Linked DNA regions of Mus musculus: regions 1, 3, 4, 5, 6 and 7 are each linked to region 2. Evidence: chromatin contacts called from public HiCAR-type, HiChIP or PLAC-seq and promoter capture Hi-C data. All regions are on one chromosome and are shown on one strand. The core of a region is the stretch at or near the end of the contact, and the rest is flanking DNA. Distances in the headings are between cores, read along the strand shown. Region 1 holds the start of Aplp1 (amyloid beta (A4) precursor-like protein 1). Region 2 holds the start of Dyrk1b (dual-specificity tyrosine-(Y)-phosphorylation regulated kinase 1b). Region 3 holds the start of 4732471J01Rik (RIKEN cDNA 4732471J01 gene). Region 4 holds the start of Gsk3a (glycogen synthase kinase 3 alpha). Region 5 holds the start of Cox6b1 (cytochrome c oxidase, subunit 6B1). Region 6 holds the start of Tmem147 (transmembrane protein 147). Region 7 holds the start of Arhgap33 (Rho GTPase activating protein 33).

Region 1 (3,655 bases), core at 1,132-3,631, 2.3 Mb before region 2:
ACACTCAGTTCAGCCAAAGTGGATTCTCCAAGTGGGAGCAATATGGCCGCTTTCCCATGAGAAAGACATTCAAGATGGTGACTAAATGACTAAATACTTTGCAGAGGGACAAAGATGGGAACTAGGGATATGGATGGAAGTAGTAGAGAAGATATATGACCATCTGCATCAAGAGAAAGGATAACATAAGACAAATCAAGATGAAAGAAATAATCCACACCCCCCCCCCCACCGCGTCCTGGCCAATAAGTATAGCCTACATGGCTGTTCATTATCTGGGAACCAAAATGGCCACTATCTTGACTCCTTCCTTAAAGATACAGAAAGAATTGAATCCAAGGAATGGGGTAGGGTGGAAATAGAAGAAATGAAGGGGACTCTTGGGCTAAGAATACTTATGTTTAATAATAAAAGGGGGAGGCAAAGACGCAAATGTGCTTGTGAAAGACCTCCGTGGGGATACCCCCACCCGAGTCACGAGATAGCGCGCACACCCAAGGAATCATGAGAGACCGTCTTGATGCAAACACACAAGGTAGTTTAATGACGGAGCTCCAGGCGACACGTATCTCACGCAGGAGATAGAGGAATCGACCACGAGGCTCAAAAGTTAGGGGTTTATATAGGAAAAGAGTGGGGGTAGGGGAAGAATTGGCATGGTTTCACACAATTGGACAGTTTAAACATCAGCAAACTGTATGTGCAGAGCAAGGTAACAGCAGAGCATCTGGTTAACATTTAACCCATGTCAGAAGGGCGGGAGATAGGGAGACGCCGGGCCAGTCCGGACATCCTGGTATGTCTTCCCTGTCTTTTATGGCTAGCCAGTTCCTGGATGACTTTACAGCCTTTGTTTTTGCCCTAGGCCCAAAGGCCCTCCTAACTAACTGACACAAGCCACATGAGTCATGGACCTTGAATTTTAATTTTCTTTCACTTGGAGGAGTCTCCTGGTGTTTTCCATGAATGAAGAGGCCCACAAAGGTTGTATTGTATCTAGTCCTCCCTCGCCTCTCATGCATTGGGTGGCAGTAGCGATGATGTCCTAAGTCCTTCCTTAGCCCCTTGCTACTGGCTTACTGCTGTAGGTTCTCTCTCTCTCTCTCTCTCTCTCTCTCTCTCTCTCTGTATTTTAAGATCTGTTATTTTTATTTTACTTGTGTGGGTGTTTTGCCTGCATGTGTTACTGTATACTATATACATTCCTGGTCCCTGAGACCAGAACAGAGGGATGGGTCCCCTAAGACTGGAGTTATAGACAGTGTGGGTGTTGGGAATTGAACCCGGGTCTTCTGAGAGAGCGGCCAGTGCTTTTCATCACTGAGCCTTCTCTCAGCAGTTAGCCTGGAACTCTTGATCTTGCTGCCTCAGGCCCTCTGGGATTACAGGTGCACATCACCATTCCACTTTAAACTCTTTTAATAATACACCACTACCTCACCCCACCCACATCCACAGAGATGCACACACACACAAAGCAGAAAGACAGACAAATGTGGGCAGGTCCACACCATACAGATGCACACACACACACACACACACACACACACACACATCTGGGCTGCTTCGGGGGGGGGGATTAGAATATTGTACACTCACTTAAGATAAAACAGTGAACCCTTTAGGCAGAAGACTTGAGGTGGCCCTTAGAAAGGGTGAGAATGGGGGACTCCACACAGTGGTCCTCAGGTGCTGGTCTTGGAAGGCTATGGTATCCAGCACCTGACCCGAGTCATCTGTAAAGAAAGGGTTTAGTCATGGATTTTTGGAGGGAGTATTTGAAGATCCAGACACCTGGCAATCAGGGCAGGAAGGCTTCCTAGGTTTGAGGAAGCAAGGGTGGGAGACTTGGCCTCCGGTCCTGAGACAGAAGAGGCCTGGAAGGGAGCAGATTTACCTAGCTGTAGCTGTGTTTTGTCTTTTGAGACTGGGTTGCATGTAGGTAGGCTAGCTTCAAACTCCTATCCTCCCGCCCCCTCCTCTCAGGTGCCGGGATTACAGGCTTTCCTAGTACACTCCCTAAATTCTTGACTGGGAAAATTCGGAGGTCTATATTCCTGGGACCTCAAGAGAGGGATTTATGGAAGACCCCCACCCCCATGGATTCTGGCATCCTTGGAGGAGGACAAAGCTGATGCTGGGTGTCTGCGTTTGCCAGAAGAGAAGGCCAAGGATGAAAGTCCAGAAAACGGCTACGCCCAGGACTGAACCTAGTGACTCGGTCTTCACGCGGACAGTGACACCTGGAATCTTGAGGGGCTGGGACTTGGAGCAGGCTCCCTCCCGGGGTTCCGGAGCCTCTCAGTGCGCAGAGCCGCCACGCTATTGTCCTGGCTGGGAAGGCGGGGCCGGCGCGGGGCGGGGCTGGCGGCGCCGGCGCAGCCCGGGGGCGGCGGGAGGAGGAGGCGGCGGTGGCGCTGGGAGCTCCTGTCACCGCTGGGGCCGGGTAGGGCCGGGCGGGAGCGCAGGGGACGTGAGGGCCCGAGGCCCGGACATGGGGCCCACCAGCCCCGCCGCTCGCGGTCAGGGTCGCCGCTGGCGACCGCCGCCGCTGCCGCTGTTGCTGCCACTGTCATTGCTGCTTCTGCGCGCGCAGCTCGCCGTCGGGAACCTGGCTGTTGGGAGCCCCAGCGCGGCCGAGGTGAGGCCCGGCCGGGTCCTGGGGATGGGGAAGGGGCGGGACCGGGCCTCGACCTGGACGCGGGACGGCCACCGCAGTCCTTTTGGCCAGGTGGCCTGCCCCACGCGATCCGAACTGTAGATTTTCCTAGGTTCCTCCATCGTCTGACGTCCCTGCCCCCTCCCACCCGCATCGTCGGACCTGGCTCTTTCCAAGAGCCTCTGGTCCAAGAAATCCAGAGCACCCCTAGACGACAAAGCCCCAAGACCTGCCCACCTAAGCGTAGGACGCACCAGGCAGTAGGCGCTTGGCTCTAAGAACCCAGGTCCCTTGTATTATCTGGACCCACATGAACCCCCTGCCCTCAAACATCCAGTAGTCCGGGCCTCCACCCACTACTCAATCCGGATATAGCTCCTCTAGTCCTTAAAGGTCTGATGTGCAGGCCTGCTGGGAAGCTGGGCCCTGTCGTCTTTGCACCCCCTCAGTGGGAACCTGAACTGGGGATGGAGGGAGGAGGGGCCAGAACGCCTGGGTTCGCCCCCCGCCTCCCCCAACACGATTCAAGTTTAACCCCTTCAGGCTTCAGACCCAAGCCGCTGGGGCGGGGGCGGAGCCTGTCTTCTCAGCAACAAGGCCGCGAGAAACGGGGCGGGGGGGTGGGGACCCAGGTCACCATAGCAACGGGAGAGCTGGGGCGCTCCAGCCCCACGGGATTTGTTTCCCGGGGAACGGTCTCTCCACTCAGAAGGTGCTTAGAAGGAGCTGGTGCTAGAGATAGGGGCAGGAGCCCTATCTGGGTTTTAGGGAGCAAAGAACCAGACAACACAGATGACATCGTTGCCCTGGCTCCTCACTGCCCCATCTGCCTTCATTCCCAGGCTCCGGGGTCGGCTCAAGTGGCTGGACTATGTGGGCGTCTAACCCTTCACCGGGACCTGCGCACCGGCCGCTGGGAACCAGACCCACAGCGATCACGACGCTGTCTTCTGGACCCGCAGCGCGTGCTGGAGTACTGCAGACAGGTGGGCGGGA
Region 2 (3,524 bases), core at 109-2,608:
CCTGTGTGTGTTCCTGGGGCCCCGGAAAGCCAGAGAAAGGACCATGGCCTGGTGGGACGGCCATGGTGGGCTCAGAGGGCCGCAGGGGCGTGAGGCCTGGAGCGGGAGCCCGGCCGGGGGGCGCCTTCTCGCATCCTGCACCTCGGCTGCCACCGCCGCTGAGACCTGAGAGCAGGTAGGAAGTGGGAAGACAACATGGAACAAGAAGGCATGTAGGTCAGGGTCAGTCAGAAGAGGTGGGTATGAGTTAGGGGCAGGACCAGGGGGAGACAGGGGACAGGGCAGAGCACCAGCACCAGGTAGCCATGTACAAACAGAAAGGGTAGCAAGTGGGTTAGCACAGCGTGTCTCTCAACAAATGAGGAGCCAAAAAAAATGAATGAAGCATCACATCCAGAGATGTAAAAGGGAGCCATCAGAGCCAGACAGGGGTGGGAGAGGGTGGGTACAAGGCCAGGGCAGGAGGGATAGAAAGAGGCCAGGAATTAGGAGAGCAAAAGAAGGCAGAAACCGTGTAGAGTCTGGGCAGTAGAACTCAGTCCTTCAAAATTTTACTGGTGGCCAGCCTGAGTCCCTCAGATAAGGCCCCGCCCTCACACCGTCTTCCCTCAACACCAAGGGCCCAATTTCAAGCCCAGTCTACCCACTAGTTTCTTTCTATTCTAAAGAACATAGCAGTCCTTATGGACCTCCCAGCAAACCCAAGGTTATCTGAGAACTCCTTTACATGCAAGCTATAGATGTTTCAACCACCTCGGCACTTTCCCCTGGGACCGACTCCATACTCCAAGACCGCTCCCTGCTCCCTATATGAGGTCTCTGGAACCAGAGATCCTTCTTTTAAGCAGTCTATATTTATCCCACTAGGATTCCCCCATTACTCCAAGACCCCTACTCCTCAGGAAAACAAGGGAGAGGTGTCATTTTTCAACATCTAAGAGTCACGGTCTTTTTCTTCTTTACCCTGAGGTCCTTGCTAGCTCCTCTATTTCTACGCTGGGTCATTCCACAATTGAGCCTATTCCTAGAAGGGCCTGACAGCCAAATCCCTAAATATCGCACAAGACTTCACTCACTAAAAGTGTCCTTCGGAACAAAATCCCCTTCTTAGGAGCCTCCCCCTTGTCAGATCCCCTTCTATGCTATGTCTTGCCACTCCAGGTCCCCTTTATTGGGGCTTCACAGATAAACAACCTCTTCCCGAGCCCTCCCACACTAGGACCAGCTCTTACAGCTCCCACCCCTACCCGGGTCAGGGATGGCGCTGGGCCCACGGGGGGCTGGAGCGCGATGGGGACCCCAGTGCGGTGGGCGAGCGGCCAGCATGGCGGCGGTGGTGGTGGCGGCGGCGATGAGGAGGTGGCCGCCTGTCCCCGGCCCGGCTAGCCTAGCCAGCCCCGCGGCGGTGAGGGCAAGCGGGACAGGCGGCCCGGTGGGTGACAACAGCAGCCGCCGCCACTGCCACCGAGGGGGAGGGGCGGGGAAAGGAGGGGACGAGGGTCAGACCAGGGCACGCGGGGGAAGGGGACAGCAGGTGGACGGGGGAGGGGCGGGTTAACCCTCGCCCTACGGCCCAGCCCCGCCCCGCGTGGCCACCCGCCCCCAGGGACCCTGGCGTCCCGCCCCCCACCCGGCAGGCCCGCCCCGGCCAGTGGAGTCCCGGCGGGCGGGGCCCAAGAGAGCCCGGCAGGCCGCACCTCCCATGGCAACAACCGCGCCATTGGTTGTTGCTGCCAAGAGCTTAACCAATTAGCACTCAGGGCAGCTGTTGCTAGGCGACAGCGAAGCGGCCAGCGCAGCCGAGCCCAAACAAAGGGCGGGAGTGGGGCCTGGCTGCCCCCTCCCCGACTCCCTCTCAGGACGGCTCCCTCGGGCTCAGCCTCTTCCAGGAATCCAGCTATGAAGAGCCGGACTCCGCTGCAACGGCCCAAAGCCCCCTCCTTTCCCTTGCTAAATCTCGCGGGGACGGGCAGGGCGGTTCCCGGCCTGCCCCCCACCCAAGCGTGCCGCCCCGCCCGTCGCAGCACCCTTACCTGAGGGCGTGGGTAAGGGGATTCAAACTGCTCGGGGAGCCCGAGCTCAGACCTGCCCACTGGCTGAGGGTGTCCGGTGGACGCGGCGAGCCAGGGCCCCGATTACCCAGTAATGCAACCAGCAAAATGGCGACCACAACAAACCGGCCCCCCTGCCCCGGCTCCGCCCCCACATCATTCACGTGACCTAGCGGAGCACAGTGCGCCTGCGCCTTAAGGGTGCTGAGCCGCGCACGTGCGGAGCAGCCACCAATGGAGCATGCACCATGTGACCGGATGAAACTTTCCAGGCACCACCCCCCGAAGCACACAAAGTTGATCAAGGGCGCATGCGTCTCGAGGCCACTTAGCAATAGGCACCAGACAGGGGAGACAGATGAGTCTTTTAATAGAAAAACAAAACAACTCCCCCGCCCCCAAAAAATCACAAGCCACACGTGCAACAGTAACAACACACATCTCTTCAATCCAGACAGCTCTGAGTTTCAGTTCTTCACCTTGGGAGGTGGCCTGTGAGGAAATCAGAGGGGGTCGAGTTGTAACCACTTTTGGCTTCTCAGGGCCACAGGTAAGGGAGAGGTCTGTTGTGACACTCACCTGTACACACCGACAACCACGGCGTGGTCTCGCTCATAAGGCTCTAGCGTCAGCTGCTCCTGCGGCTTCATGTTCTCCTGCTGCATCTTCTTCACTTCAGATGCAAACACAGCCTCTGCTGACGCAGTGGAGTCAATGCAGTTGGCCTAGAAAGGAGTCAGGACTAAGTTACAGATTTGGAGACCCAGGCTTTCCCAATTTTCTAACTTCATTAAAGAAGTTTTAATTTGGCTCACATTGGAAACAGGTTATTTCATTTATCTAAGGCAGTGTTTAAGGTCAGGAATTTTCTTCCATATCCTGGAAGCCCAGCTGGCAAAAACAGAACAAATGTAGCAATAGCAGCCTGGTCTACAGAGTTGAGTTCCAGGACAGCCAGGGCTATACAGAGAAAACTCTGTCTTGAAAAAACAAAAACAAAACAAAACAAAAAAAAAACCCAAAAACAAGTGTAGCAATAGGTTGGCCAGTTTTGAACATGGTGAGGATGCGCGAGAGTTTTCCCTATTTAAAATTAAAATGTTTTGAAAAATGTACCTGCTGCAGTTAATATTGTACCCCACAATCTGCTCCAAATGCTTAGCAGCTATCAGTCTTTATTTCAGCCATAAGGAGGACTAATAAACAAGTCAGATAGGCTAAGGCGCCATAACCTGCTCAGCCACAGAGACAAAGCACCCACACCACACTCTAGGGTTACTCAACCTTACATGGCAAGACCCATACCTTAATGGAAATCACAAAGTGTCCTCCATTCCGCAGGAAGGTGTGGGCGTTCAGGGCCACAATTCGGGTTTGGTCTGGCTGGGCCACATCGGCAAAGATGACATCCACCATTGCTAAGGAAAAAAGGGACAGCGGTTACTACAAACAAGGCAGCAGAGAGCTCCCCAG
Region 3 (3,253 bases), core at 374-2,873, 2.8 Mb after region 2:
CTTTGATTCTGGGGAATAAGGCAGGGCAGAGGGAGAGACACCTCATGAAGCAGAGCAGTAAGAACTAGGAGGGAGCGCGGATGTGAGACTGGAAGGTAGTTTGCTGAGAGGCCAAGGCCACCCTCAACTACAGCCTAGGACCCTGTCTGGGGGGGAAAAAAAAAAAAAAAAAAAAAAAAAAAACAGGGACGACCACGTGAGGGGGCGGAGGAAAAGGCGGGGCTTCTCCAAACGGCTACCAAGCGCGGCTACGCCCCCAAGTCGGTCCCCGCCCACGCCTTGGGTTGCCCGCCCCCTGCCCGCCCGCCCGTTCTTCCGGCTCCCGGGGCAAGTGGGCGGGCCAGGTTCAAGGAAAGGTGAATGAGATGGCGAGGGTCAGCACCTGCACAAGATGACTGAGAATTCTTTGTTGGGGTGACTCTAACGCGACTCCTCACTATTCCTGCTGTGAGGGCACTTCTCGCTGCTTCCAGGACTGCGGGTTTTTTTTTGGTTTTTGGTTTTTGGTTTTTTGTTTGTCGTTACGGTGCACTGCGCGGTTCCTTTAATCTGAGCAGATGGGCGGGCCAAGACCTTCAGCCCCACCCATTAAAGGCGGAGCTCCGCGAGGAGCCTGCCCAGGATTGGATGGTTTGGGGGCCTGGCAGTGGTGTGTAACTAGGATTGACTCTAAGAGAGGAACTTGATCGCTGGAATTGGGCCCCGCGCCAGGACTGGAAAGAATTGATGGAGCCGGCCGTGGAATCGGCGCCCGTGGGGGCCCAGGCCTCCAAGCAGGGCAAAGAAGGATCGAAGAACCGCAGTCGCAGGCGGTGGCGAAAAGGCAAGATCAAAGGTGAGTCGGTAACAGCTTAAAAGAAATCCCGCACATCCTGCGGGGGACTGGGGACTGGGGGAACTGACCCACTTCCACGAGGGGGAAGAGACCCGTGGACTGATCCACTGCCGTCCTGCGCGTGGGGGGGGGGGTGATGTGAGAGTAGAATGCCCCACCGAGACGTAAGGACTACGTCTGTCCCAGTGCGGTCTTTGGGGAAGTGTCCGAAATGCTCGTCTGTCGGAATAAGGTTCTCTCTCAGGTTCCTTTTTCTGTGTGGCCAAGAGCTGTGCCTTTAGTGTTTTCTGTTTCGGTTCAAGCGGTTTTCATGTCTTCTGCCCTCTTAAAAGAATAACGTAGAAGGGTTTTTAACCGCTTTTTCTAAATAAATAGAATGCAAAAGGTAGGCAGAAGGGGCATCCGGTAATTGGAAGAGCTCCTTGCAGCCCCTTCTTACTCTCTCAGTGAATCCATCCATCTGCTCTTTGACAATCGACCTTCATCAACCCAGCAACCCTGGGGCGACTTGCAAAACATGAGAACTTTTACGTTGTCCTTAGAGAAAGGAGGGAGTTACCATTTAGCTTCCCTGGATCCAAAAGGCTGGAGAAACAGTGGCAGAACAACCAAAGATTTTGCATGGCTCAATCAGAGCAGGCATTAAGTCCTGGTTTGGTTATGAGTTTTGTCTGTCTTGTGGCGCTGCTTACAGCCAAACCTAGGGCCTGGTGAACACTAAGCAAGCCCTCCGCTATGCAGCTCCACCGGCAGTCCATGGATCTTTATCAGACTCCAGGGACAGGTTCCTGTGCAGGCAAAACCAGAAAAAACCTGGCATGGCTTACCAGACCCAAAACCCCCAAATTCATCATTCCTCATCCTCCTTTGGTAGACAAGTGTTGGAGCTCAAGCAGGACCCTGAAGCCTCCTATCCCCCAACAAAGACACATAGCAGAACACTATGCTTTGAAGCGATATGGAACCTCAATCGCAAAGACCCATTGTACCAAATTGCTATGAATGTGAAGTAATGAACAGGGACCTTTTCTCAATTTTTTTTCTGAGCTCCCAACAGGCATCTGTAGGGCTGTTGTCAGATTCAAATGTGTGTGTTTTGGAGAGGTGTATGTAAGTCTACTGTCTGGCTGAGTGTGCTGAGTAGAGTGTCTGACTCTACTAGACACTGGTCTCCCTAAGAGTAGGGTTGTGTCTGCCTTGTTTACAGGGAATGCCAGACACATGGACATTCAAGTATTTATTAGATTGATAAGCAAAGGAATGTGTGAAGTGTGACGTGGAGCTGTTAATAGCCAAGCTGCCCTTAGTGTCATGAGGAGTCAGAAAGAATCTGCTTGAGTAAGGCTCCTCCCTTGCACGGGGTTCAGGTAAGCACACTCACAAAGGCTCGCAGCTCTGAGAAGTGACTGTCATTTCCTGAGGCCCTTCCTAGTGCCAGGCCTCAGACCTGTGAATCAGATCCCACCTCTGCCCCAAGGGTATCCTGACTGGCTGGAGCCGTCATTTATCCTTGTGATCTTGCCACAAGTAACTGGATGAGACAGCTGTCATTATGATCAGCCCATTTCCCAAATGACGACAGAGACACAGAGGCACTGAGCTGGTTGGGTTTCCTGTACCTGTCCAGTGAGGGCAGGGAGATGGATACCTTCAGCCTTCTCAGAGCAGGGAGTGTGGAGCTGACAGCTGTTGTATGCCTCAACCTTAATTCTGAATCTAAAAGGCTCTAGTCACAAAGATTTCATCCCGAGACAGACATTCAATACCTAGAGGTGCCAGGCTTCGGCTTTCTGTAACTAGCAGGGCAGTCTCAGTAGAGCTGAGGACACAGATGGTAATAAGACTGTTGTTGCCAGGCATGTGCCGCACACCTCTGATCCCAGTCCTTGGGAAGCTGAGTCAGTTCAAGGCAAGCCCGGGCTACATAGTGAGTTGCAGGTCAGTCAGGGCTACAGAGTGGAACTCTGTCTCAACCTCTCTCATTCACCCATTTACAAAACATTGTAAACAAGCCAGTATGATAAAAGGAAAAATCCTGGAGCTGGGGATGTAGCTTATTACTGGAGTACCTGACTAGCATGGACAAAGCCCAAGGGTCTGTCTCCAGGACCACACACAGTAGGCATCATAGCACTTGCTTATAATTCAGAAGTAGGGAGGCCGAGGCAAGAGGATCAGAAAGAAGCTTAAAGTCTTGTAGTCTCTGACTATATAGTCAGTCTGAAGCCAGCTTGGGCTACATGAGAAAATGTGTCCTGCTTTCAAGAAAGAAAATTCTGAGAAAATGAGCGTGGGTAGCTTTTCCAACAAGGTGACATCAGACTCATGGACGGGCAGGCATCAGCTACCGAGCAAGGGAGGTGGGGAGAGCAGAGCAGCAGGAACACCGCTGGAAGAGCAGCGCCTGACAATGCAGAG
Region 4 (3,714 bases), core at 326-2,825, 2.9 Mb after region 2:
CTCCCTCTACAGTCGAGCGTGAAGCGTCTGCAGGCTTTGCGAAGAGGGCGGAAGTACCCGTGCGTTGCCTTCTGGATAACGTAGTCTTTAGAAGCGCTAGCAGTACCTTCTGTCTCCATTCCGTGTCCACTGAGAATTGCAATAGGGAAATGACTGAGCAGACAGTACTGTAGGCTTCAGAAAAGCCCCAACAATTAGGACGAACACAGGCTGCGAGTAAAGTAGAGCACAGACTCCGTTTCTGAGGCACGAGAGCTGACAGCATTTTGACCTCTGTCTCTGCGCCCCCCCCCCAGCCCCCAGTTTCCTACTTTGGTGCGACTTTTCCCGGGTATTAATTGATTAACAGGAGACTCGACATACTCAAGAAAGCTGAAACTCCTTCGTGTAGTCGGCTCCCTTCATTCAGATTATCTAGAATCCTGTAATCTAGGAAGAGGATAGACGCAAAAAATTGGGGGTTCAGGACAGAAATTCTCTCTTTTTTTAAATCCTGCAGCTCATCTTCTTGGTCCTAACCATATTGCTAGGGAAAAAGGTAGACTATCGGAAAACAAATGTTCTGAGGCATAGTCGGGACTGTTTACTGTACTAAATCCGTTGAGAATGTAAGGAGACGTTATTCTCTTCTCTATATGTGGTTGCTTGGGACTACTTTTTCTAGCACTCACTTATCGGTTTAGGTCTTAGACCTAGGGATCAGAGAAGACATTGTAACACATTATAGTCTCCCTTGGGAACAATTGTCCTTAACCTTTCACCTACACTCTCAGCCACAGTACTCCCTTTGGACTACAGCTCCCACGAAGCCCCAGAGCCTAGCTTCACGAAGAGTCAGAGTCTACTGTGGATTATTCCCAGCATGCTTCTGGTTGCTGGTAGCTCTCATCAGCCTCGTCAATGGTGAGGCAATATTGAACTTCATTTCCCAGAAGACACCAGGCTCATTGAAGCGACGCGCATAACTCTTGGTGTCGACTACATTTCCCGGAAGGAACTGCGACGCTGCTAGCTGGCCTGAGAGAGCGCGATGCCTATTCTACTTCCTATCAGTTCCTTCCAGTTACAGTATCTACTTAAGGTTTGAGGAGCATCTGAGACTTCATTTCCTATAGTGCTTTATCAACCATTCTACACCTGCAATGCGGTGAGGGCGTGGTGATGACTCCATTTCCCAGTGTGCTTCACAGCCAGAGTACTAAGTATTCACGGGTGCGGACTCGATTTCCCAGAATGCACGCGGTGCAGGAAGTCACCGATGGCCCACAGATTGGGTGGGTGGCTGGACTCCATTTCCCGGCGTGCATCATTCTTGGATGCTGCTCAGTATTGGAGTGGCTAAGATTTCGTTTCTGAGATACTCTAAGGGACTTGCTTTTTCCTCTGTGTAGTGAGTGTGTGGCTCTGACTGTGTTTTTCAAAGTGCTTCCAAGTTAGCTTTTGGCAGAGTCGGGTGACATTAGCCAGGACTCTATTTCCCGGTGTGCAGCGCGAGCCGTCACACCCCGCCCCCAGCAGTCAGCTACTCTGAGGGTTTGAGAACTCCATTTCCCAGAGTGCTGTGCGGGTCGAGGGTGGTGACAACGAAGCCGACGGCAGAGGGACTTCATCTCCCGGCGTGCCCCGCGGCGGGCGCTGGGCCGGAGCCGGAGCCCGAACGGCGCGGCCTGGAAGAGGCCGGAGCCCAGGGGAGGCGGCGGCAGAGGCAGCGGCGGGGGCAGCCCAGGCAGCCCGAGCCCCGCGGCCTGGGCCTGCGCTCGGCGCCATGAGCGGCGGCGGGCCTTCGGGAGGCGGCCCTGGGGGCTCGGGCCGGGCGCGGACCAGCTCGTTCGCGGAGCCAGGAGGCGGAGGCGGAGGTGGTGGCGGCGGCCCCGGGGGCTCGGCCTCTGGCCCAGGAGGCACTGGCGGCGGGAAAGCGTCAGTCGGGGCTATGGGTGGGGGCGTGGGAGCCTCGAGCTCCGGGGGTGGCCCCAGCGGCAGCGGCGGAGGAGGCAGCGGTGGCCCCGGCGCGGGCACTAGCTTCCCGCCGCCGGGAGTGAAGCTGGGCCGTGAGTACTTAGGGGCGCCCTGTGGGGTGGTGATCTGGGTTTCCCAAGCGCATCAAACGGCAACCAGATTCTTTCATGTACCCAGAGAGAAGCTCGAGGTCACCGTGCTGCTTTAAGCCAGGATCGGAGCTTTCTGTCTCCGAGATAAAGGAGTTTGAGGGTTTACCATCACTTGGAGTTTAGATTCAGAATTACCAACACCCAAGAAACAGAGGTCACAGGTCCTATTCTTCCAGTTATCAAGGTCTCGAGTACTTGACGACGTTGCCATCCACAGGAGACTAGGATCAGAGGTCATAGTTACTTGCCAATTTGATCTAGGATTGTTGTCCCCTAAGAGACAAGAATATGATTTCTGTCACTATCCTGTATGAAAAGGGGGCTATTCGTTTCCTTCCCATCAAAATTGGTGATTTGGATAGGATATCCTTTAGAAACACCGATTCAGAATTATTAATGTTTCCACAGAAAAGGGCCAGGTTTAAACCATACGGCCTGACATTATCACCTAACCCACTGAAAACGTTTAGACTTGTAGTCAGTCCTCGATGATGGCAGTAAATAATCACTATTGTTTATAGATAAGAATAGCTTGGGAATAAACACAGGCTTCTAAGAAAGCTCATTGTCAGTTTTCTTTTAAAACAAGGTGAGGGAGCAGGGTTCTTTAGCAAAAATGGAGTGGGGGGGCACAGGTCACACCTCTTATAAAATATGGTTTTGAAGTGGCTGGTACTGGCTCTGAAAAAATAAATAGCCATGTGGTAGTATTTTTCAAAATATCCCTCACTGTCCCCCTTGCAAATTGCCTTTGTTGGTAAGTTTCCTAAAGGGAGTGGGTCCCTAAGAGTGGCAACTAGGCTTGCTGCTACTCAGAGACAGGGAATTGGAAACCAAAGCTTTCCTTCAAAGGCATCAGGCTGGGATATGCCTTCAGCAGTTGTGGAGTTGAGCAGCTCCATTCTCAGGCTAGGTACTACTCTGGAGCACACAGAGGCCAGACCAGTGCCCATAACAATGTAGAGTAGTTGGTAAGAGTAACAGACCCCCAACCCTCCAGTCCTTATCCCCAAGTGAGGGCCAGGGCAATGGCTCTTCAGACCAGCTTGTTTCTGTTACTTAGGACCTCTGCCAGGAAGGATTTAGAAGTCAGTGCTCTGGCTGTGAGGATTGACAGTGTTTTTTTTTGAGGAAGGAACACCCCCGTAGTTTCTGCTCCTTTGTGTGGAAGGTGGTACCTTGTACCTGCCCTGCAAAAGGGAAGAAAGGCTGGGTAGCCTGGTGTGGCTGGATTCTACACCTGAGGTGTTGGTGGCCCCCACCAAGTGATTTCACTGCTACTTGCTAGAAGTAGAAATTTGTAGGTGCTTTATCCACCAGTGGAAAGTAAGCTTGAATGTTGGTGTACTGCTATATGGAAGACAGAATTCAAGGTTTCCTGGAGGAAGCGCTAGGACATAACTTCTCCCCATTCTTAGGCATTGAACCCAAGGTATTGGCCTTATGTGTGCCAGACAGTTATTCTACCACAGAATAATCACTGTCCTGTCCCTACAGTGAACTGAGCAGCTTTCCCTCCCTGGGCTGTGGTGGCTAGAGAGGAAAGATCAGTGGATTGTATTCCCTTTGTTCCTTAGGTGACAGCGGGAAGGTGACCACAGTGGTA
Region 5 (3,732 bases), core at 614-3,113, 2.4 Mb before region 2:
AGATGGTTATGAGCCTTCATGTGGTTGCTGGAAACTGAATTTTTTTTTTTTTTTTTTTTGCTCACTCTGTCAATTCTGCTCACTCAGTCCCTGCTTGCTCCGGCCCAAAGATTTATTTATTATTATACATAAGTACACTGTAGCTGACTTCAGATATACCAGAAGAGGGCGTCAGATCTCATTAAGGGTGGTTGTGAGCCACCATGTGGTTGTTGGGATTTGAACTCAGGACCTTAGGAAGAGCAGTCAGTGCTCTTACCCACTGAGCTATCTCGCCAGCCCCCCACCCCTTTTTTAAAACAGGGTTTCTCTGTGTAGCCCTAGCTGTCCTGGAACTCATTCTGTAAACCAGGCTGCCCTCAAACTCAGAGATTCTCCTGCCTCTACTTCCCAAATGCTGGCATTAAAGGCGTGCACCACCACTGTCCAGCTAGCTATCTTATGAACTGAATTATGTCAATCCAGAATACAGGTTTTGTGTGTAAAAATTCACTCTAAAAAGGGCTTGGTGCTACACCAAGATCCCAAACACCTAGTGTAATCACTGGAGACCTAATAAAAACTTTCTATTAACTTAAACCCATGTCAGCACTTTAATCCCAGCACTCGGGGAGGCAGAGGCAGGCAGATAAAAATTCGAGGCCAGCCTGGCCTACAGAGTGAGTTCTAGGACACCCATAGATAGATAGATGAGTTTCCAGGGCTACACAGAGAACCCCTATGTGGATGGCTACTCTCAATTATCAACTTGACTATATATAGAATGAACTATAATCCAGAAACATAGGGAACACCTGTAATCCGGACTTGAGGCAGGAAGACAACATGCCTGTAATCTGGACCTTAAGGCTGGAAGACACAGGCTTTTGATCCAGACCTCTAGGAGGAATGACTCCTACAGGTCTTGAAGCACACTTTTATTCTGGGCCATATCTTCTGCTGGAGGCCTATATAAGGACAATGGAAGAAGGGACAGGTACTTGCTTTGCCAGTACTTCCTTTGGAGCCTACTTCTTCTGGATTCCAGTTTATGCAGAAAAGCAGCAGAAACAGCAACCCTCAAGGATCAGAGCAATTCACCACATTGCTTCCAATTATGATGATAATGGACGAAACTTGAAACTGTAAGCCAGCCCTTAATTGTTTTCCTTTATAAGAGTTGCCATAAACCGGGCGTGGTGGCCCATGCCTTTAATTCCAGCACTAGTTAGGCAGAGGCAGGCGGATTTCTGAGTCTACAAAGTGAGTTCCAGGACAGCCTGGTCTACAAAGTGAGTTCCAGGACAGCCAGGGCTATACAGAGAAACCCTGTCTCGAAAAACAAACAAACAAACAAACAAACAAACAAACAAAGAGTTGCCGTAGACATGATGTCTCTTCACTGCAATAAAACACAAACTAAGATTGTCTATCCCGAAAACCCAAATAAATAAATATAAATAACTTTCGAATCAAGGCACAGGGGTAAACGCTTGTTATCCTAACACCTAGTAATCTGTGATCAAAATTTCGAGGCCAGTCTGAGATATACAGCGAAGTCCTATTTCAAAACACAGATTATCTGTGACACTTTTCCATTCCCACTCTGAAGACAGTCTTATGCTTTTCCCTCTGGGAAGGACAGGCAGGTGATAATAACCCATAATTGAACGTCAGGTGCCTTTTAAGAGCAAAGTAAAATCTCGATTGGCCCAGCAACAATAATAAGCAGAAATTTAGCTCAATAGGAGGTCGGGCTTCTTCGGAAGTGGGCGTGGCCAAAGCGGTTTCTGGGCACGCCTCCCGAGGCCAATCTAGCAGCCCGGAGGACTCAGCTCGGCTCCTCCTCTCGCAGCTTCCGGCCAGTCGGAATTCCGCTTCCCGTCTGACATTGGCGTCTTTGCTAAGGGTCACATTGAAGTAACGCTACTCCGGGACAATCTTTAGGTGAGTGTGAAGGGTCGGGATCCTGGGGGAACCTTGTCCGTTGCAGAGAAGCGCCCCGGGGCTTCCCTGACGCCAAGCAGAAACTTCCGGCGGCCACGGGTCCGGTGTCCTGGAGCTAACCATTATAGCCGCCTTTCTTCATGATGGCTAGGTCGCTTTCTAAGCAGTCCCTATTACTCCATCCTTCAGCCCTACAAGTCCCCTTTGATAGCGTTGGGGCTGGAGTGTGAAGCGCCTTACCCGTGGCTATAAGGCAATTCGGATTTAGACCCAGTAAATTGGACTGTGGAGCTTTTAGTTGCGAGTTCACAGGCGTGGCCACCCGCGTTCCAAGGCCGAAGCCTGTCGCCTTGACTCGTGTCTTTCCCCTCAGCGTCATCTTTGATCAACTCTCAAAACTCGAGATATTGTCCAAAATTACTTCCGACACTGAGTCTTTTAAATCCCCCGTGCCCACCTTGCCTCCTTCAATGAACCTGCCCAAATACCCCACTTGTTTGGACTACTTCAGTTGACACTGGCACCTCTGTGGTGTCAAGGTCCCCCAGATGCTCTAGAGACAGTTTCTCTCAGGTCTGTTGATATTGACTATGTCATCTCTTCAGACATATCAAAGCTGAGAGAAGTCGATAAAACTCAAGGAGCTAAAGTATTTGAATGATTGGGGGGGGGGCGGTTTGCGTGGGGTTCTAATCGAATTCCAGTATTTACTTCCATTAGGAATGGAGGCAGCAACGTCAATAGATTTGGTAGCCTGGGCCATTGTCAGCAGGCAAAATCACAGATACCTGACACATGCCAGTTACAAGAGTCACAAATCTTCAGTCATGGTTACCTCCAGTTGTACTTTACTTGTTAAGTCCTTTGAGCTTTTTTTTTTTTTTTTTTTTGGAGCGGGGTGGGGGGGGACACATCTTAGGCAATCCCACAATGCATTTAGGCATATTCTGAGCAAAGTTTGAGTTCATTGGACCTCAGATGAGTGTGTGACGCCAGAAAACTAGCCGGTGACACCAGAAAATCCTTGCAGTGTTTTTGCTGGTGATGGATGAAGCATTATCACTGGGTGCTGTGTGACCTTGGAAAGTCATTTAGACACCCTGTCCCTTGTGTAGACAACAGAGGTAGCAATATCTTTTAGAGTGGCCATGGGGTAGGTATGTATAGAGTACACATAGTATGTGCTGTGCACACAGTGAGCGTTAACTGGAATTTAAGGATGAAGATTGGTTTTGCCAAGGAGACCTCTGTCCAACCCTACTGTGGCTTCTGTACTCAGATATATGGGTTTTCCCTGCCCTTCATCTTTCTGTGTTTGTGAAGAAGGGGGAGATAATGGTTTATTCACATTCAGCCTGTTATTCTGCTCTGGCCTGACATCCCCACACCCAGCACCTCCAGAATGGTTGCCAACATTCCCACTCTGTTTGCATCCAGGAGTCAGGATGGCTGAAGACATCAAGACTAAAATCAAGAACTACAAAACTGCCCCCTTTGACAGCCGCTTCCCCAACCAGAACCAGACTAAGAACTGTTGGCAGAACTACCTGGGTAAGCAGAGTACCATAGTGGGCCTGCCTGGGTCTCCCATGTACCTCCAACCTCAGAAAGGAAGTTGGGGAGCAGGGACATGTGCGTTCCAGCCTGGTTTCCTTCACTCTGGACGTACCCTCTGGAGGGCCCGACCCCTCAAACTAGCTCTCCAGGTCATAAACTTTGGTCTCAACAATAAATTTTTTGAAGAATATAATTATACATGTATATATGAATTACATATACATCTTATGTGTGTGCCACATACACACA
Region 6 (3,502 bases), core at 686-3,185, 2.5 Mb before region 2:
GTGTGGTTGATGGGAATTGAACTCGGGACCTCTGGATGAGCACTCAGTGCTCTTAACCACTGAGCCATCTCTCCGGCCCCAGAAGGCTCTTAATACACTCCTGAACAAAAGACAGCAGTTCTCATTTTCTGGATTCACACCCAGGGGCCAGGCCAGGTCAGACACCTTTACTGAACAGACTATCTTAGGTGTGGAGGCACAGGCACTCAGGTGATAGAAGCAGTAGACTTCTATGAATGTGAGGGCAGCCCTCTATATAGTGAGTTCCAGAGCTATATAGCAAACCCTGTATCAAAAAAAAAAAAAAAAAAAAAAAAGTCACCTCCACCTTAGTGAAGTTCCCTGGCATTTGGCTTTTACAGGTCCACTCTCAAATGCCAAGATGTCATTTGAATGGGTCAGATCAAATCAGCCCCAATGCCAACCCACCCCCAACCCCCTGTGTTCCTAAGGGCTACAGCCCCCAAGATCTGTGTCTGTAGCTCCTTCCCTCTGCTCCCAAGACCCAGCCTCGTGCCAGTCATCGCTTCATGTAACGTTTAATGCAACCTCATTAGGGTATTGTGATCTGTATCCTCTTCCCCCGTGTGGGTACATGCAGATGCACGGGGCACATGTACCGGTACACCAGGTACAGGTGATAAACATGTCTTCCTCCATTGCACTCCACTTGTTACCGAGGCAAGATGTAAGGTAGCTTGACAACTAACTAATCTAGCTAGTCATCTTGTTCCAAGGAGCCTCAGTCTGGAGCTGGACTGCTGGGCCTATAAGTGTCCATCAACCGCCCAGCCTCTATATGGATTCTGCGGATCCAAACACAGAAAGCTCACGCTTATGTGACAAGCACTTTTATCCACTGAGCTCCCCTGCTGTGTCCCTGAGACAAAGGTTCCACCTGCCTTGATCACATTCTGTCACCAACACAAAAGGTCTCTGTCCAGTATACCAGATGAGTGACTGACAATGTGGTTTGAGAGTCTGGGTTCCTGGAGATCTTTGCTCGACTACATTTATCTTTGAAATTGTCACGCAGGTGGTCTCCACGGACTTTAACGGCAATCCCCATTCTTCCATCTTTGATGCTAAGGCTGGAATTGCCCTCAATGACAACTTCGTGAAGCTTGTTGCCTGGTAAAGGGGAAAGATGCCAGAGGATAGTGGGGGAGGCTGACAAGAGGGCGAGCGCGCGAGTGCGTACACGTACACACACACACACACACACACACACACACACACACACACACACACACGCCTGGTAAAGGGGAAAGATGCCAGAGGATAGTGGGGGAGGCTGACAAGAGGGCGAGCGCGCGAGTGCGTACACGTACACACACACACACACACACACACACACACACACACACACACACACACACACACACGCCTGGTAAAGGGGATAGATGCCAGAGGATAGTGGGGGAGGCTGACAAGAGGGCGAGCGCGCGAGTGCGTACACGTATACACACACACACACACACACTGACGCCTCCTTCCTCGCCTCCTCAGGTACGACAACGAATATGGCTACAGTAACCGAGTGGTCGACCTCCTCCGCTACATGTTTAGCCGAGAGAAGTAACACAAAAGGCCCCTCCTTGCTCCCCTGCGCACCTCGCGTTCCTGACTTCGGCTTCCACTCAAAGGCGCCGCCACCGGGTCAACAATGAAATAAAAACGAGAATGCGCACAGCTTTGCCCTCTTGTCTCTGCGCCGATCACCTTGCGTTCAGGGCGGGGTTCAAAGTTCTCGGATGAGCGAGAAGAGGTGGCGCTTGGCTCCGAGCCGAGTGGGAGAGGGAAAGCGCTGTCTGAACACAAGGTCTTCAACGGTGTAAGCAAGGCTCTGGAAGTCCCTGCAACACAGCCGGAGCTGGGCGCTCTGACGTCACTGCACGCGACGTACCAGGCCGGACTACAGTTCCCATAAGGCCGCGCGCGGGCCACGGCAAAGCAGGTGGGCGCCAGGCCCCGGTGCCGGCGAGGCCGACTAGAGGAGACGCTGCGCCTGGCGAGTCCCGCATTTGCGGGACCGGGCGGCTGGCGTCATGACCCTGTTCCACTTCGGGAACTGCTTCGCCCTCGCCTACTTTCCCTATTTCATCACGTACAAATGCAGCGGCCTGTGAGTGCAGGGCGGGCGCGGGGTGGAGAGGGTGCGGGACCCGGGCCGACCCCTCACCGCCGGCTTCTTCAGGTCTGAATACAACGCCTTCTGGAAATGCGTCCAGGCCGGGGTCACCTACCTCTTTGTGCAGCTATGCAAGGTGAGGGACTCCCGGACTCCACGTGTCTGGCCTCCAGGCATTCCAGATCTCAGGGGCCTGACTCTGCAGCTGTCACCTTCCATAGGACCACCCTCGAGACAACGCTTAGGGACTATGCCCGAATACCTTAGAAGGGATGCAAGGCCAGAAAGGCCCTGATGCAACTTTTTCTTACAACTGTTGTAAAATGAGAAAACCTCTTAGTGCGATATTTCACCCACAGGGTGTCGCAGGGTGCTGCCTAGGCATTTTTAGACATCAGATTCCCCCGTGAACTTCTAGACTTTTAGAAACCAGGCCACTTGCCCTCTATCTCCCAAGATCACGTGATCTTGCCACTTACACCTAGAATGACCCCTAGAACCCAGCGTCATATCCTCTACTTGCACACTTACTTTCCACAGTATCCACATAGTTTTTTGTTTGTTTGTTTCGGTTTTTAATCTCCCTCACCTTCCAGTGACCTTTCTACTTTCTGATCTCAGATGTTGTTCTTGGCCACTTTCTTCCCCACCTGGGAAGGTGGCATCTATGACTTCATTGGGGTAAGTTGAACAAGGGAAGGGCAAGGAAGAGTGCAGGAGTCGGTTCACCTGGTCCCCGTGTTTACTCGAGCCTCTACCTGACCCACAGGAATTCATGAAGGCCAGTGTGGATGTGGCAGACCTGATAGGCCTAAACCTTGTCATGTCTCGGAATGCAGGCAAGGGGGAGTACAAGATTATGGTTGCTGCCCTGGGCTGGGCCACTGCTGAACTCATTATGTCCCGGTGTGTGGAGCAAACTGGAGCCCAGACTTCCGGGAATGGACAGCTGGGTCCCACAGGGGTGCTGAGGGGAGGTGATCAGAGGCTGGGTGCTGGGGGTGGGGGAGTCTGGGTACTAGAGACTGCCTCCTTTTGCCTTCCTCAGATGCATCCCCCTCTGGGTGGGAGCCCGAGGCATTGAATTTGACTGGAAATATATCCAGATGAGCATTGACTCCAACATCAGTCTGGTATGCAGTCTAGCCCTAGCCTACCTTTATGTTGTTAGCCATACTTCTCCCAAAAACTTGGCTCCAACTTCCCAGTCCCTTCCTGCCTCCCTGCAGGTCCACTACATCGTTGCATCAGCTCAGGTCTGGATGATAACACGCTATGACCTGTACCACACCTTCCGGCCTGCTGTTCTCCTCCTGATGTTCCTTAGTGTCTACAAGGCCTTTGTCATGGAGTGAGCTGGGTGGGGTATGA
Region 7 (3,555 bases), core at 786-3,285, 2.4 Mb before region 2:
GATCTAGGCTCCAACTCACTATGTAACCTAAGCCTGGCTTTGGACTGAGTCTCCTACCTTCACATCCTCAAGTGCTGGGATTACAGATGTGGGCCACCACACCCACCCAGCCTAATCTGTTTTGAAACATTCCCAAAGATGAGTTGGATGGGTGAGTAAAGCAATAAGTAGATGTAAGACAAAATGAATATAGTAAAATGTTTTAATGATAAGAGCTAGCTGGTGGATGTGTGGGTGTCAACTTTCCCTATCTTAGAACTTTTCATAAATAAAATGATGGCAACTATATATGATGAGGGTTAGGTTGAGGGTTTTTGTGTGTGTGTGTGTGTGTGTTTGGTTTGGTTTTTTAAGACAGGGTTTCTGGGATTCTTTAATCTGAGATCAATGTTGTTTTGATATATGTATGGGATTTATGAAGGGAAATGGGATAGATTTCTGACATGCAATTCTCTATGTCAGAAACAAGATAAATGTGGGTTTTCATCCTTTTGAACAAACCACACACTTGATTGAATCAATAAGGAGGTAGCTGTTTAGACACAAGGAACAATAGAAGATATTCACAATAACATCCTGATCAAGTTAAGAGGGGGCACTAGAAGGCTGCCCGAGGAAGTCACACTTAAGCTGAGATTACCTACTTGACCGAGGCCATCTTAACTGTGGCTGGGTAACAAACCACCCCCAAAACTTAGTAGCATCATCACTCATTACACTTATTCCCTCCCCCCACCCAGCACTTTCCATATTTCGCCATCCCAACTAGCTTTTCTCTCGGATGATACATATTTATATTTATTTTGTTCATTATCTTCCCCCATCAGCCTTTGATTTGGAGGTTTTAAATTTTTTTATTTAATGCATACAGGTATTTTGCCTGTGTATATGTTGGGGGTTCCATGTGTGCCTAGTGCCCACAGAGAGCATCTTCTGGACATCTTGGAGCTGTAGCTGGTGAACAGTCATGTGGGTGCTTGGAACAGGGAGTAGAAATCTGAGGACTCTGGAAGAGTAGTCAGTGCTAACTGCTGAGCCATCTCTCCAGTCCCTAATTTGGTTTGTTTGAGACAGATTTTCACTATGCAGCTCAAGCTGGCCTCAAATTCATGATTCTCCTGCACCCACTTTTCCAGTGCTGAGATTACAAACCGAAATCACCTAGTTCATACTAGCCTTTGAGCTTCCATATGGGTAAGGCTGTATTTTTTTTTTTTTTGATTATTGGTATATCCCCGAATTAAATAATCAAAGTCTTTAAAAGCCTGGACCGGGAGCGTGCTACCGAAACGAGAGGCCTGCTCAGGTCCAGATCAGTGAAAGCATCCTTCCGGAAAGGGTGTGGCTGCAATGCTTTCTAGGCACTTCTCTATCGTTTAAAAAAAGAAAAAAGACTGCACCTGGCTTTCTGAGAGGCATGAATGTCATAGCATTCCATACAGAAGCTTTTCCTAGAAAAAGATGTCAAAGGCTAGCCTCAAATAAGCGAATATAGGGAAACAAGGAAAGATGTCCAGTGAATAGGGGGAGGCCAAGTCGCACAGAGCCTAGGGTGGGGACACAGCGGGGTGTGCGAGATCAAAAAGCTTGTGGGCGGGGTCAGGATCAGGACTGACAGCGTGGGGACTGGAGGACCCGCATTTCGAAAAGGCTGCTTGTGGGGGATAGTCGTAGGCGAACCCAATGAAGCACGTCCGAGGAGCGACCGCGGGAGGAAAGGGCAGGCTGCTTAAGGAGAGAAGTGGCGGCAGCGGAGCATAAAGAATACAGGGTTTTATCTCAGGAGGGCCCTGACAGCCAATGCCAACCATCCATGGGCGTGGCGCTGTCAAACTTCGGGGGGTGGGACTGGAGAGACGGGGCGGGGATGGGGGCGGGAAGTAGAGCAGCACTCAAAGCCAATAAGCAGCCGCCTTGTGGGCGGGGCGTAGCCCTCAGGCCAAAACTGGAGCCAATGAGAAGGGCCTCCGCGTGCCCGCTGGCCCGCCCCTCATGGGGCGCGCGCCAGAGACCCCCCCGGCAGCCGTTAGGGGAGGAGCCTGCGACCGCCCGCGCGCGCCTCACGCCCTCCCCTTTGTGTCACCATGGCGGCGGAGGCGGCGGTGGCGAGGACTGCGAACGAGGGCTCGAAAGCCGCCGGGGTCTGAGGAGGCTACCGCGACCATGGTGGTGAGGGGCCCTCGGGGCCATCAGTCTGTGTGTCCGCGTGCCAGTCTGTCCGCGCGGCCCCGCCCTGCGCGCCCCGCCCCCGGCCCCGCCCGAGCCCGCGGCCTGCGCGCCGCCCCTCACCCTTCCTCGCGGTCCCCTACGGTCTCCACCTCGGTGCGGTCCTGGGTCGCGGCCCGGGCCTCGACCCCGCCCCCTCAGCGCACATTTCCTCCCTCCCCCTTCTGGGCCCTGAAAAAGGGGTGACAGTGGCGGAGGATCCGGACTTGAGAAAAGGGGGCTGGTTCAGGGAAGGACCCGCGCGCCCCATGAGGGCTTCCCCCCTGCAGGCGTCTGCCGAGGCTCCCTGGAAACCAGCCCCCACTCCAGCGCCCTCCTCAGCATCCTCATCCCCAGTCACCCTCCCGACCACCACCTCCTGCTCCCAACAGCCCCTTTCTCATTCCTGAGCCCCACCCCCATCTCACTCCATCCCCTGCCTGACCCTTTTCTTCTTCATTTTCATCCCACGCCACGCGCTCTCAATCCCTCCACCGACATCGATCTGAACCTTTATCGAAGTCTCTCCCGCCGCTTCCCGATCCTTACTCGAGGCCAACATCGCGCCTCCCGCCTCCGTTCCACTTGAGCCTTGGGGCTTCTCCATCTCCTTGTCTTCATCTCCCCTCCTCCATACTGCTCCCGCTCATTCATCCATTCATTCCCTCACTCCACAGACATTCACTGAGACCTCCTCTGTGCAGGCCCCATGCTCCAGGCACAGAAACAGTCAGATCCCATCCTGCCTTGGGGAGCTTCATGGGCTGGCAGGGGACAGACTCTGAGGGTGAGACCCAGGGATGAACTTGGGGTTGCAGGGACACGGAGGAGGGAAAAAGCCCAGTCTAGCAAATCCCCGAATCCCCATCTGGCAGCTGGTTATTTTATTCATCAGAGTTGCCCAGTCTATGCCGTGCAACTGGATTGGCACTGCGTGTCAGGGACCCAGAGAAGAATCATACATACAGTACTAACTCTGTGCTGATCTCTGTTGGGCATTGGCGGGGGTGGGGGTGAGGGTGTCAGCCTGGGGCCCTATTTCCAAAGGGAGAGATGAGTTCCTTGCAGGAAGCATCTCAGAGTGAGATGGATAAGCTCAGGTATAGTTGTGTAGTATGGGATGGAGAAAGCCCACAGGATGGGATGGAGACAATTGTCTGAAACAGCCTTAGATGGACAGAGAGGGCTTTCTGAAGGAACACACATGAGGAATGAGGAGGAGAGAACCTAGTGACGGTGTGCAAACCACATTCCAGTCTGAGGAATAGCCTTTGCAAAGGCATAGAAGGTAAATGAGAAGCTGGCACGTGTGTTCTGAAAAGTTCAGAGCTCTGAGAATTGGGGCAGCAG

Evidence for each region. Promoter capture Hi-C pulls out the DNA fragments that hold promoters and counts their contacts. HiCAR-type assays count read pairs that join an accessible place to other places. HiChIP or PLAC-seq counts read pairs in DNA pulled down with a chosen protein or histone mark. Capture Hi-C pulls out chosen DNA fragments and counts their contacts.
Region 1: a contact with region 2 is called in an H3K27ac HiChIP or PLAC-seq map of embryonic stem cells, with 4 times the contacts expected there. The contact joins the promoter of Aplp1 here to the promoter of Dyrk1b in region 2. A contact is called at or near these places in 1 of 39 promoter capture datasets (hippocampal neurons) and 1 of 115 datasets of contacts at active chromatin or transcription factors (embryonic stem cells).
Region 3: a contact with region 2 is called in a promoter capture Hi-C map of liver, with 2.5 times the contacts expected there. The contact joins the promoter of 4732471J01Rik here to the promoter of Dyrk1b in region 2. A contact is called at or near these places in 4 of 39 promoter capture datasets (cranial neural crest, hippocampal neurons, liver and 1 more) and 2 of 9 other capture datasets (adipose tissue and liver).
Region 4: a contact with region 2 is called in a promoter capture Hi-C map of liver, with 4 times the contacts expected there. The contact joins the promoter of Gsk3a here to the promoter of Dyrk1b in region 2. A contact is called at or near these places in 2 of 39 promoter capture datasets (liver and pre-B cells), 1 of 115 datasets of contacts at active chromatin or transcription factors (astrocytes) and 2 of 9 other capture datasets (adipose tissue and liver).
Region 5: a contact with region 2 is called in a HiCAR-type map of astrocytes, with 8 times the contacts expected there. The contact joins the promoter of Cox6b1 here to the promoter of Dyrk1b in region 2. A contact is called at or near these places in 4 of 39 promoter capture datasets (cranial neural crest, erythroid cells, hippocampal neurons and 1 more), 2 of 115 datasets of contacts at active chromatin or transcription factors (astrocytes and embryonic forebrain) and 1 of 9 other capture datasets (adipose tissue).
Region 6: a contact with region 2 is called in a promoter capture Hi-C map of second pharyngeal arch cranial neural crest. The contact joins the promoter of Tmem147 here to the promoter of Dyrk1b in region 2. A contact is called at or near these places in 2 of 39 promoter capture datasets (cranial neural crest and second pharyngeal arch cranial neural crest) and 1 of 9 other capture datasets (liver).
Region 7: a HiCAR-type map of kidney shows a contact between it and region 2, with 8 times the contacts expected there. The contact joins the promoter of Arhgap33 here to the promoter of Dyrk1b in region 2. A contact is called at or near these places in 5 of 39 promoter capture datasets (cranial neural crest, hippocampal neurons, liver and 2 more), 2 of 115 datasets of contacts at active chromatin or transcription factors (embryonic forebrain and kidney) and 1 of 9 other capture datasets (liver).

The regions. Positions count from the first base shown.
Region 1 is chr7:30,444,308-30,447,962 of GRCm38.p6, reverse strand. It overlaps Aplp1 (amyloid beta (A4) precursor-like protein 1), which reads left to right and starts at 2,381. Exons shown (of 17, transcript NM_007467.3): 1 at 2,381-2,641; 2 at 3,502-3,645. The coding sequence starts at 2,495. It overlaps Kirrel2 (kirre like nephrin family adhesion molecule 2), which reads left to right. Exons shown (of 15, transcript NM_172898.3): 15 at 1-197.
Region 2 is chr7:28,178,150-28,181,673 of GRCm38.p6, reverse strand. It overlaps Dyrk1b (dual-specificity tyrosine-(Y)-phosphorylation regulated kinase 1b), which reads right to left and starts at 1,358. Exons shown (of 11, transcript NM_001271370.1): 1 at 1,248-1,358; 2 at 2-165. The coding sequence starts at 1,326. Fbl (fibrillarin) reads right to left here. Exons shown (of 9, transcript NM_007991.3): 7 at 3,357-3,469; 8 at 2,631-2,776; 9 at 2,405-2,543. The coding sequence ends at 2,519.
Region 3 is chr7:25,393,083-25,396,335 of GRCm38.p6, reverse strand. 4732471J01Rik (RIKEN cDNA 4732471J01 gene) reads right to left here and starts at 1,623. Exons shown (of 7, transcript NR_015569.3): 1 at 383-1,623; 2 at 1-8. It also overlaps a transcript of Lipe not described here.
Region 4 is chr7:25,235,712-25,239,425 of GRCm38.p6, reverse strand. Gsk3a (glycogen synthase kinase 3 alpha) reads left to right here and starts at 1,575. Exons shown (of 11, transcript NM_001031667.1): 1 at 1,575-2,048; 2 at 3,686-3,714. The coding sequence starts at 1,766.
Region 5 is chr7:30,624,245-30,627,976 of GRCm38.p6, reverse strand. It overlaps Cox6b1 (cytochrome c oxidase, subunit 6B1), which reads left to right and starts at 1,863. Exons shown (of 4, transcript NM_025628.3): 1 at 1,863-1,926; 2 at 3,364-3,477. The coding sequence starts at 3,372.
Region 6 is chr7:30,727,967-30,731,468 of GRCm38.p6, reverse strand. Tmem147 (transmembrane protein 147) reads left to right here and starts at 1,935. Exons shown (of 7, transcript NM_027215.2): 1 at 1,935-2,125; 2 at 2,198-2,267; 3 at 2,753-2,812; 4 at 2,901-3,037; 5 at 3,180-3,264; 6 at 3,361-3,482. The coding sequence starts at 2,049. Gapdhs (glyceraldehyde-3-phosphate dehydrogenase, spermatogenic) reads left to right here. Exons shown (of 11, transcript NM_008085.2): 10 at 1,037-1,134; 11 at 1,510-1,690. The coding sequence ends at 1,582.
Region 7 is chr7:30,533,540-30,537,094 of GRCm38.p6, reverse strand. It overlaps Arhgap33 (Rho GTPase activating protein 33), which reads left to right and starts at 2,035. Exons shown (of 22, transcript NM_178252.3): 1 at 2,035-2,169; 2 at 2,883-2,992. The coding sequence starts at 2,915.